2 separate regions of the Danio rerio genome follow, and region 1 is linked to region 2. The links are chromatin contacts, called in public HiCAR-type maps. All regions are on one chromosome and are shown on one strand. The core of a region is the stretch at or near the end of the contact, and the rest is flanking DNA. Distances in the headings are between cores, read along the strand shown. Region 1 holds the start of lmx1ba (LIM homeobox transcription factor 1, beta a). Region 2 holds the start of zbtb43 (zinc finger and BTB domain containing 43).

The links. HiCAR-type assays count read pairs that join an accessible place to other places.
Region 1: a contact with region 2 is called in a HiCAR-type map of caudal fin, with 15 times the contacts expected there. The contact joins the promoter of lmx1ba here to the promoter of zbtb43 in region 2. A contact is called at or near these places in 7 of 18 Hi-C or Micro-C datasets (caudal fin, embryo, fibroblasts and 2 more) and 2 of 4 datasets of contacts at active chromatin or transcription factors (caudal fin and embryo).

The regions. Positions count from the first base shown.
Region 1 is chr5:5,796,456-5,801,092 of GRCz12tu, reverse strand. lmx1ba (LIM homeobox transcription factor 1, beta a) reads left to right here and starts at 3,146. Exons shown (of 8, transcript NM_001362592.1): 1 at 3,146-3,507. The coding sequence starts at 3,441.
Region 2 is chr5:5,575,427-5,580,515 of GRCz12tu, reverse strand. zbtb43 (zinc finger and BTB domain containing 43) reads left to right here and starts at 2,711. Exons shown (of 2, transcript NM_001110024.1): 1 at 2,711-2,739. It overlaps LOC137495547 (a long non-coding RNA gene), which reads right to left and starts at 2,644. Exons shown (of 3, transcript XR_011015415.2): 1 at 2,492-2,644.

The DNA of each region.
Region 1 (4,637 bases), core at 1,897-4,396, 220 kb before region 2:
AATTGATTATTTGCACATAATTATACAAAAATGAGATGAATAGATGGATAGACAGACTGAACAATAACTACCTTTCTCATAGGCCCACAATAAGCAAGTTGGTTCATCCTTTGTGAACAATTATGACAATTAAAAACAATCATTGGCTTTAAACAATAGCTTGTTTATCAGCCTTTTAACAAAACTGATATATGAATTGGAAGTACATTTTAGCGAACTTAAAAGTCTAATAGTAGCTATATTTATTACTCTTTTTATTACAGCTTTCATATAAACCCAATAAATGCACACAAATAAATCATATATTTAGCTGTGTGTGTGTGTGTGTGAAGCAGGACTGAATGAAAATCGTCGTCTTGAAAAACCCGATCATGTTGAGGAGAAAGGCATATTTCTTGTGCAGGAAGCACGTAAATCAGCCTGTCATAATTAAAGCAGAGACGAATACTAATGAGGAAAGTAATAAAGATACAAACTCCCCCTTTTCCCGCCTTTCTTTTTTTTTTACCCCCTCAAAGGTTTATTGCCCTGAGATGTCTGTCTCTGAAATGAATTTGCGCACATCTGAAACACAAAAGATTCTCCTTATGAATTTTACATGGATATTATGCGGGGAGAGATTAAATCAGCTTTTATCTGGGTCTTTATTAATCATGGAGATAATGTCACTTCGTGGAGATAAAAGAAGCGCAGTTTTCAGAGCAGCTGCATGCGCGAGAAATAAAACGAATCGTTGCTATTAAAAACAGACTCGAATTTACTATTTCACATAAGTCGAAAAATTGTTGCAAACCAATTAAATACAATCCGCTTAAGAGGAAAAAATAATATTGTAATTTTAAAACCCGATACCAATTTTCATTAATACAATATATTGTATTAATATGTATTATATATTAATATTATTATTATGTTTATGTCGATATTTTGTATACAACAAAATCTTTGTTGCTTGTTCAAACTACTTATTTAAAATGAGCTGAATTAACACCATTCTTGGGTGTTTTTGGGACAACTTAATTGTTTTATGTTCAATCTACTTAAATTTCTAAAAACAATTGAGTTAACTTAATTGATTTGTGTTGAGACAGCATTAAGGAATTGTGTTAAACCCGGCATTTATTTCAGTGTTGTCTGTAAATAGTGATTTAGTTGAAAAATTGTGTAAACTCATTGCCTTCAAATTATTAATGAGCCATGTGCATAATTCTAAAAAAAAAAGTTAAGTTAACATAAAAATGTAAGTACTTCTGTTGTAACTTAAAAATGACAAGTTGATTTTACTTAACACTTTTAGGGCAATGGGTTTACTCACCTTATTAAGTAATTGCTTTTTACAGTGTAAAATTGTTGAACAAAGTTGGCCTCACAGCAAGAAGGTCGCTTGTTTCGAGCCTGGGCTGGTGCAGTTGGCGTTTCTGTGTGGAGTTTATGTTCTTCCCGCGTACGCGAGGTCCGGTTTCCCCCACAGTCCAAAGACAAGCGGAACATGTGAATTGGATAAGCTAAATTGTCCGTAGTGTGTGTGAATGAGTGTGTGGATGTTTCTCAGTGATGGGTTGCAGGTGGAAGGGCATCCGCTGCATAAAACATATGCTGGATAAGTGGGCGGTTCATTCCGCTGTGGTGACCCCAGATTAATAAAGGGACATAGCCGAAAAGAAAATCAATGAATAAATGAAAATCTATTGTCAACTTGTCTGTTGCAGATCCGTCAGTTCTTTTAATAAATAAAGATTATTTGAAGTTGCTCATGCCTGATGTGTGTTATATTAGAGGTTTATTGGCCTATTTAAAATGTCAAGTTAAACTTTAAGCTAAAACGCGTTTATATATTTAATGACATGGGGGAAAAGCTAATAATAAAAATAGTAGCCATCGATTATATTTATTGCCGTTTTGTTAAATCAAACTATTTATTTCGCAAATAAAACCCAAGCAGATGGATGGAGGTATGATAAGTTAGTTAGTTAGTTAGTTAGTTAGTTAGTTAGTTAGTTAGTTAGTGTCGTTATTGCCTGAAGGAGTATTATTCACCTGATCTGACCTCTGCTTCAGCTGCCTCAACTTTATGTATCGGGCATATTAATGCTGAGTTAATAACCTGACGTCGGGCTTTTTTGTTTTTATTCAACTGTTGAGCTTGATAATTTACTCTGGTTTAGGACAGAGTGTCCGGCAACACTTCAGAATCAGATCGACATGCTGGACGGAATCAAAATTGAGGGTCAGTTCAGGACAGTTTATAACCTGACGCCGGGTCAATATGGTCAAACCCAACGTTGGGTTAATTTTACATTAAATTTAAATGACTTTTTTCTGTTGAGCTTGTTCATTTTACTCTGGGTTATACCCAGCATTTTAGCGTTTACATAGTTTTGACGTGAATAAAACTATAATTTAGTTAGATTATGCAGATTATTTAAGATATGATATGAATACGATGCATTTAATTATTCATTTATTTGTTTATTTATTATTTTGCATTTTTAGTTCCGTCTTATAATGTGAAGAAAATCATTTTAGATTGTCTCTAAATATCTTCAGCAATGAAAATGAATGTTAAATGTCCTTCATGGAAATATTTAAGTGTGTGTGTGTCTTTTTTGTGTGTGTATGTCTGCGTGTTTGTCTCTCTATGTATTTGTGCGTGTCTGTATTTCACTCTCTCTGTGTGTGTGTGTGTGTGTGTGTGTGTGTGCGTGCGTGCGTGCGTGTGTGTGTGTGTGTGTGTTTTCTTGTGTCTCTGTTTTTACGTGTGTCTGTCTGCATTCATTCTTTGTGTGTGTGTGTGTGTGTGTGTGTGTGTGTGTGTGTGTGTGTGTGTGTGTGTGTGTGTGTGTGTGGGAGAGAGAGAGAGAGAGAGAGAGAGAGTTGTGCGTGTTTGTATTTTTGTGCTTGTGTCTTTGTGTGTCTGCCTGACTTTGTGTGTGTGTCTGTATTTCTGTGTGTGTGTGTGTGTGTGTGTGCTTTGTCTATATCTGTTTGTGTGTGTGTTTGTCTTTCTGTCTGTGTATGTCTGTTTGTGTGTTGGGGTGTCTTTCTATGAGTGTGTGTGTTGTAGGCGGTTCTGCGCGATCCAGCACCAATGGCATCACATGCAGCTCAGCAGAATGACGCGATCAGAGGGAGTTCAGCAGCTCCAGGATCCTCAAGAGGAGCTCATACACACACACACATACACACACCGCTGGATTACTACAACTTCTCCACCAAAACTCCAACACCGACCCTCTCGACAGATCCGGCTGGAAGATCCTCAGAGTCGGTGTGATCAGGCGCAGTACACGCAGATCTTTAAACGCGCTGTTTTGTCTTGTCTATTAAACCAATAAGCGACAGATGACATAGTTTACTTTTAGTTTCTGTCTCGTGTGTCTTTTTGGGATCGGTTTTACGCGTCTGGAGAGAGTCAGTGTCCGGCAACTCTTCAAGTAGACATGCTGGACGGAATCAAAATTGAGGATCAGTTCAGGACAGGAGCGGAGACTCTAGGAGTGATGCTGGGTGAGTTTCACACACACTCTCAGAGGACTGACACTTCAGTATACACACACTGAAAATGCGGTGTTAAAAAGTGTTATTTATTTGTGTTATGTAATTGCAACAATCAAACAGAAAATTAACCCAACAACCCAGCATTAGGATAATATTTTCACGGCTCAGATCATAGTTAAATGTGCATGTTTTCATGTTTTTTTTTTTTACAGCGCTTGTAAATTTACAATTTACAATTAAAAACACACGATTTAAATGATGGCATTAGACTTCACACATTTTTGTTACAGAATTGCGTTGCGTAATAAAAACAGTATAATTTAATATTACACGTTCTTCATTAGTAATATATATATATATATATATATATATATATATATATATATATATATATATATATATATATATATATATATATATATATATATATGAAAACTAAGTTGTCTTTTGCATTAATAAATTTTCATATATTTTCTTTTTTTATTATTTATTTTATCTTTTTGTTTTTATGAATTAAAAACGATAAAATGTACAGGGCAGGCTATATTAAATAATAGCAACCGGTGCCGAAATATTAACACAATACAAACACAATGCAAACACGGTGTGCAACGTTTCCTCTGAATAAACACACGAAGTGTTTGTTGACATGTAACCTGTTATTCAGTTTAACATATTTAATTGAAGATAGATGTGACATTTCAGTCCAACAATTTAAACAACTTGTAATATTAATCTGTTATAATATAATTAAAAGCATAAATATAAAAACATGCGTAAATCAAATTAAATGGTTTGATAATAACTCCGCGTAACGATTTTTTTAGTTTTGCTTTTAGGTTTACTTCAAGAAAGGCTAGATTTTATTCTGAGTTTCAAATGTAAGTTGTGTCGATGCATTTGTTTTTATTACTTATTTATTCACTAAAAATGCTGTGTTTTTGTAACCCAAATTAAAAAAAATGGACAAGTCTAACAGTTGGGTTAAAACGTGTAATTTAGGCTACTTTATATAAATAAATAAAACAAAACTATTAACCCAGCCTTGTGTTTGTAGAGCAACCGTAATTTAGCCTACAAGTAATAAACAAAAAACAATTAATCCAACCTTGTGTTTGTAGCACAATCGTTGGCTTAAA
Region 2 (5,089 bases), core at 1,462-3,961:
AACTCAGTGTATATGACATGCAAGTCAGCAAGAACACATTATATAACACAAAGAATCATGAAAATTACCTAGAACAATAAACTATGAAATATGGCTTCTACACCCAGTGTTGGTGTGGGTTTTCTCCGGTTGCCCCGGTTTCCCCCACAGTCCAAACACATGTGCTATAGGGGAATTGGGTGAACTAAATTGGCCGTAGTGTATGAGTGTGTGTGTGTGTGAATGTGAGAGTGTATGGGTGTTACCCAGTAATGCTGGAAGCACATTCCCTGCGTAATCATTTTCTGGTTAGTTGGCGGTTCATTCCACTCTGGCGACTCCCGATAAATAAGGCCAAAATTAATAGATTAATAATGTGCATTGCTAATTTGTGCAAATTTAAAGCCGATTTTGTCTTATTTATTTATTTTTTCCCTCTTTGATTCTCCACTACCTGACAAAAATCTTGTCATCGATGCCTGTTCTGGTTGATCAGAAGGTGGATTTTTCTGCTGAATCATCTGTTGATCTGCATCCCAATCATCACAAATACTGCAGAAGACCTACTGGAACCCACATGGAGCCAAGATTTTCACAGCTATCTGTCAAGTTTGGGGAAGGAAAAATCATGGTTTGGGGTTACATTCAGTATGGGGGCGTGCGAGAGATCTGCAGAGTGGATGATCAACATCATCAGCCTGAGGTATCAAGACATTTGTGCTGCCCATTACATTACAAACCACAGGAGAGGGCAAATTCTCCAGCAGGATAGCGCTCCTCATACTTCAGCCTCCACATCAAAGCTCCTGAAAGCAAAGAAGGTCAAGGTGCTCCAGGATTGGCCAGCCCAGTCACCAGACATGAACATTATTGAGCATGTCTGGGGTAAGATGAAGGCGGAGGCGTTGAAGATGAATCCAAAGACTCTTGATGAACTCTGGGAGTCCTGCAGGAACGCTTTCTTTGCCATTCCAGATGACTTTATTAATCAGTGATTTGAGTCATGTCAGAGATGTATGGATGCAGTCCTCCAAGCTCATGATGGAGTCAGACACAATATTCATTCTGTCTCCACTGCAGCAGGACTTTATATTCTGTACTGGACATTATTTCTGTTCAGTGATGAGACTTTTGTCTAAGCAAAGTCAGACCTTACTGTCCTAATGAAATCATTCAAAATCAAGGCATGATCATATTTTATTGTGGTAATTTTCCTTTTATATAAGCCACTTCTGATACCAAATAATCAAGTAGAAGTCAAGTTATTGTTTGTTGTTCTTAAAACTTGAATAGGCGATAAGACTTTTGTCAGGTAGTGTGAAGTTTCAAATAATTATTTCCTGTCCTTGCTATAGCCATACACCAATGGAAAGCTTATTTTTGCTTTGTATAAATCTGATTTCAAATAAATGCACCCTTACGACTGATTTTGTTGTCCTGGGTCAGTCACAAAGGCTCTAAATTACATTTTAATTGTGAAGAAAGGTCACAAAATGTTTACAGGGTAATGCATTCATTCATTTTCCTTAGCCTTAGCCACTTTATTCACCACAGCGGAATGAACCACCAACTTATCCAGAGTATGTTTTATGCAGCGGATGCCCTTCCAGCTGCAACCCAGTATTTGGGAGACACCCATACACACACATTCACAAACACACATACACTATGGCCAGTTTAGTTCATCAATTCCCCTATAGTGCACGTGTTTGGACTTTGGGAGAAACCGGAGCACCCGGATGAAACCCACACCATCACGGGGAGAACATGCAAACTTTAACCTTATTAAAAAGGCAAAATTTTAAGGGACAAAACATAGTTGAAATCATGAGGTGACAAGGCTTTTTCTGTCACATCCCCCATCTGTGGAATGGTCTGCTTTTACATATTAGCTCATGTTCTTCCCTTGGTGCTTTTAAGTTTCATCTAAAAAATCCCCTTCTTTCTCTTTGCATTTTGATTGCAAATAATTGTTATCTGTTTTATATAATTTGCTTATTTTTATATTTAAGTATAGATTTTGTATGCTGGTATTTTTCTAAAGCACTTTGGTCAACATCTGTTGTTTTTAAATGTGCACTCTGAATAAAGCAAACAAACAAACTACGCGCTTCTGTAGTTCTGCGCTTATCCTGTAGCGCCACCTGCTGAGCTTTTAAAAATGTATTCAATTAAGTTCACATCTCACCATAAACATATTACTTTAGCATGTTAAAAATAATCGAATAACTATAAAACTTACGACATCATTAAATCAGAGACTTTCTGAAACTCAGAAAGTAGTAAAAACACTTAAGCGTCAGATATATTCAATAATACGTCTATTATTACACTTTATGTCCATTAATCAACGTCGTTTTAGTCCCTTTTTTATGTTTTAATTTTCTTTCGACTCTTTTGTCACCCGGTTTTGTTATTTAGCATCTTGCTAAATGCACCTGGCTTTTGACGGCACTTACTGCAGTTATTTTAGCGGTTTACGCTGCTTGATATTGCAAACAGTATTTCTTACCGTCATATGTTGATGTATTGTTTTATATTAGGCAATAGATACACTGGTTTGTAACAGTTTTACGCCATTTTGCGCTGAGAAAATAGTCAAATTTGGCTCTCGACCGGAAAGTGGGCGTGTTTGTTTACATTTGTCCCTGCGCCACGCGACTCTGCGTGATGACGTAAGTGTCACGTAGCGCTCTGGCTTTCGGAAGAGAGAAGGCAGGCTAGCTCACGGAAAACCGGTCTAAAACGATGCAGGAAACGGTAAGACGGACAGTTTTGTAGTATTGTGAGCAAAGCAGAAAAGTCTAATGATATCTCGGGATCTTTTTCATGAACAACAACGTCTCTGTCGTCTTTTAACGTCCAGAAAGTCTGTTCACATGCTAGCTTAGCAGGATAGCTGGTTAGCTTGATCTCTAATGTACTGAACTGTGAATTTTGACATTTCACTTGTTTAAAATGTAAAAATATAGCTTTTCTCCGATTATCGACATCGTAGATTTGGTATTATGAGTTTATAAAAAATTTGCCATCATAAATTATGTAACCGTGATGTTTGTAATATTTTATTGTTGTTTATTTACATATCGCCAAATGACATCTAAAATGTGTTTATATAAAACTTACTATCCTGAATATCAGTTATTATACGTATTTAGTGTTACCACAGTAAAATTCAATACAAATGAGCTCATTCTTACATTTGCTTTATAAGGGGTGTTGTTACTATGTTTTTTTTATTGAAAACATGTTACATTTTTGAGCAAATGATCAATAAGTATAGTTCATAAATTTCCTGATTAGACTTGTTGTAATTAATTTTTATTATTTGTATTAGGCGGTCATATTTTTTTGCTCTATAGTCCAAGTCATTTGATTTTGAGTATCTACAGTGCATCTGGAAAGTATTGATAGTGCTTCACTTTTTCCACATTTGTTATGTTACAGTCTTTTTTCAAAATGATATAAATGCATTTATTTCCTCAACATTCTACGCACAATGCCCCATAATGACAGTGTAAAAAAATAGATTTATTTAATTGTTGCAAATTGATTAAAAATAAAAAAAGCTGAAAAATCCCATGTACATCAGTATTCACAGCCTTTGCTCAGTACTTTGTTGATGCACCTTTGGCAGCAATTACAGCCTCAAGTCTTTTTGAATTTGATGCCACAAGCTTGGCACACCTGTCTTTGAGAATTTTTGCTCATTCCTCTGCAGTTCCTCTCAAGCTCTATCAGGTTGGATGGGAAATGACGGTGTACAGCCATTTTCAGATCTCTCCAGAGATGTACTATAGGATTTAGGTCTGGGCTCTGGCTGGGCCACTCAAGGACATTTACCGAGTTGTTGTGAAGCCACTCCATTGATATTTTGGCTTTGTGCATTGGGTCACTGTCCTACTGGAGGATGAACCAGTCTGAGGTCAAGAGCACTCTGAAGCTGGTTTTCATTCAGGATGTCTCTGTACATTGCTGCATTCATCTCTCCCTCTATCCTGACTAACCTTCCAGTTCCTACTGCAGAGGGACCATCGGGTTATTGATCACCTCCCTGATTAAGGCCCTTCTCCCCGATCACTCAGCTTAGATGGCCGCCCAGCTCTAGAAAGAGTCCTGCTGGTTACAAACTTCTTCCACTGACGGATGATGGAGGCCGCTGTGCCTCGAGACAATCCTGTCTCGGAGGTCTACAGACAGTTCCTTTGTCTTCAGGCTTGGATTGTGCTTTGACATGCACTGTCAACCCTGGGATTCCAATGAAGCTGCTGAAACATCTCAAGAATGATCAGTGGAAACAGAATGTACCTGAGCTCAATTTAGAGCTTCACAACAAAGGCTGTGAATACTGATTTACATTTAATTTTTCAGCTTTTTTATTTGTAATAAATTTTCAAAAACTCTTTTTTTCACATTGTCATTATGGGGTATTGTGTGTAGAATTTTGAGGAAATAAATGAATTTAATCCATTTTGGAATAAGGCTGTAGCATAAATAATTGTGGAAAAAGTAAAGCGCTATTACTACTTTCCGGATGCACTGCACTGATACTGAAACCCGATCTGATACGTCTATAATACATAAAAAATTAATAAAGAAGGCAGAAGATACAGATCCAGGATGTTCCTTATTTTTTAATATTCAACAATTCTGTTAACAAACAGAGCACTTCTGTGAGCTTGAACAACCAAGTAATAAATAACAACAATTCTTCACGTTTGGACTTAAGTGCAACAGTGAATATAAAAAAAATCTAATATAAAAACAAATATCATCTAAACTTAAAATTCCCGGCTGGCAATCCCAAGTTTACACATCTGACAGTTTGCTTTGGCAATGCTGTCGTCGTCAACTTTTTAAAAATTTATTTAATTTATTATTTTTTTAATTGCAATTTTAGAACACAGAAAATACAAGGGCAAAAACACAACATTATATTGGCATCAAAATAAATACAATATATAAAGAAAAGAAAAAAAAATTACAATTATTTAAAGACAAGATTTAAGGCTTTAAGATAAACTGTTCTATTTGCTTTGGTATTTTTTTGTTTCTTTTATCGTACATAGGTAATGACCTATTTTATGTTTTAAAGTGAGTAAAATTAAGT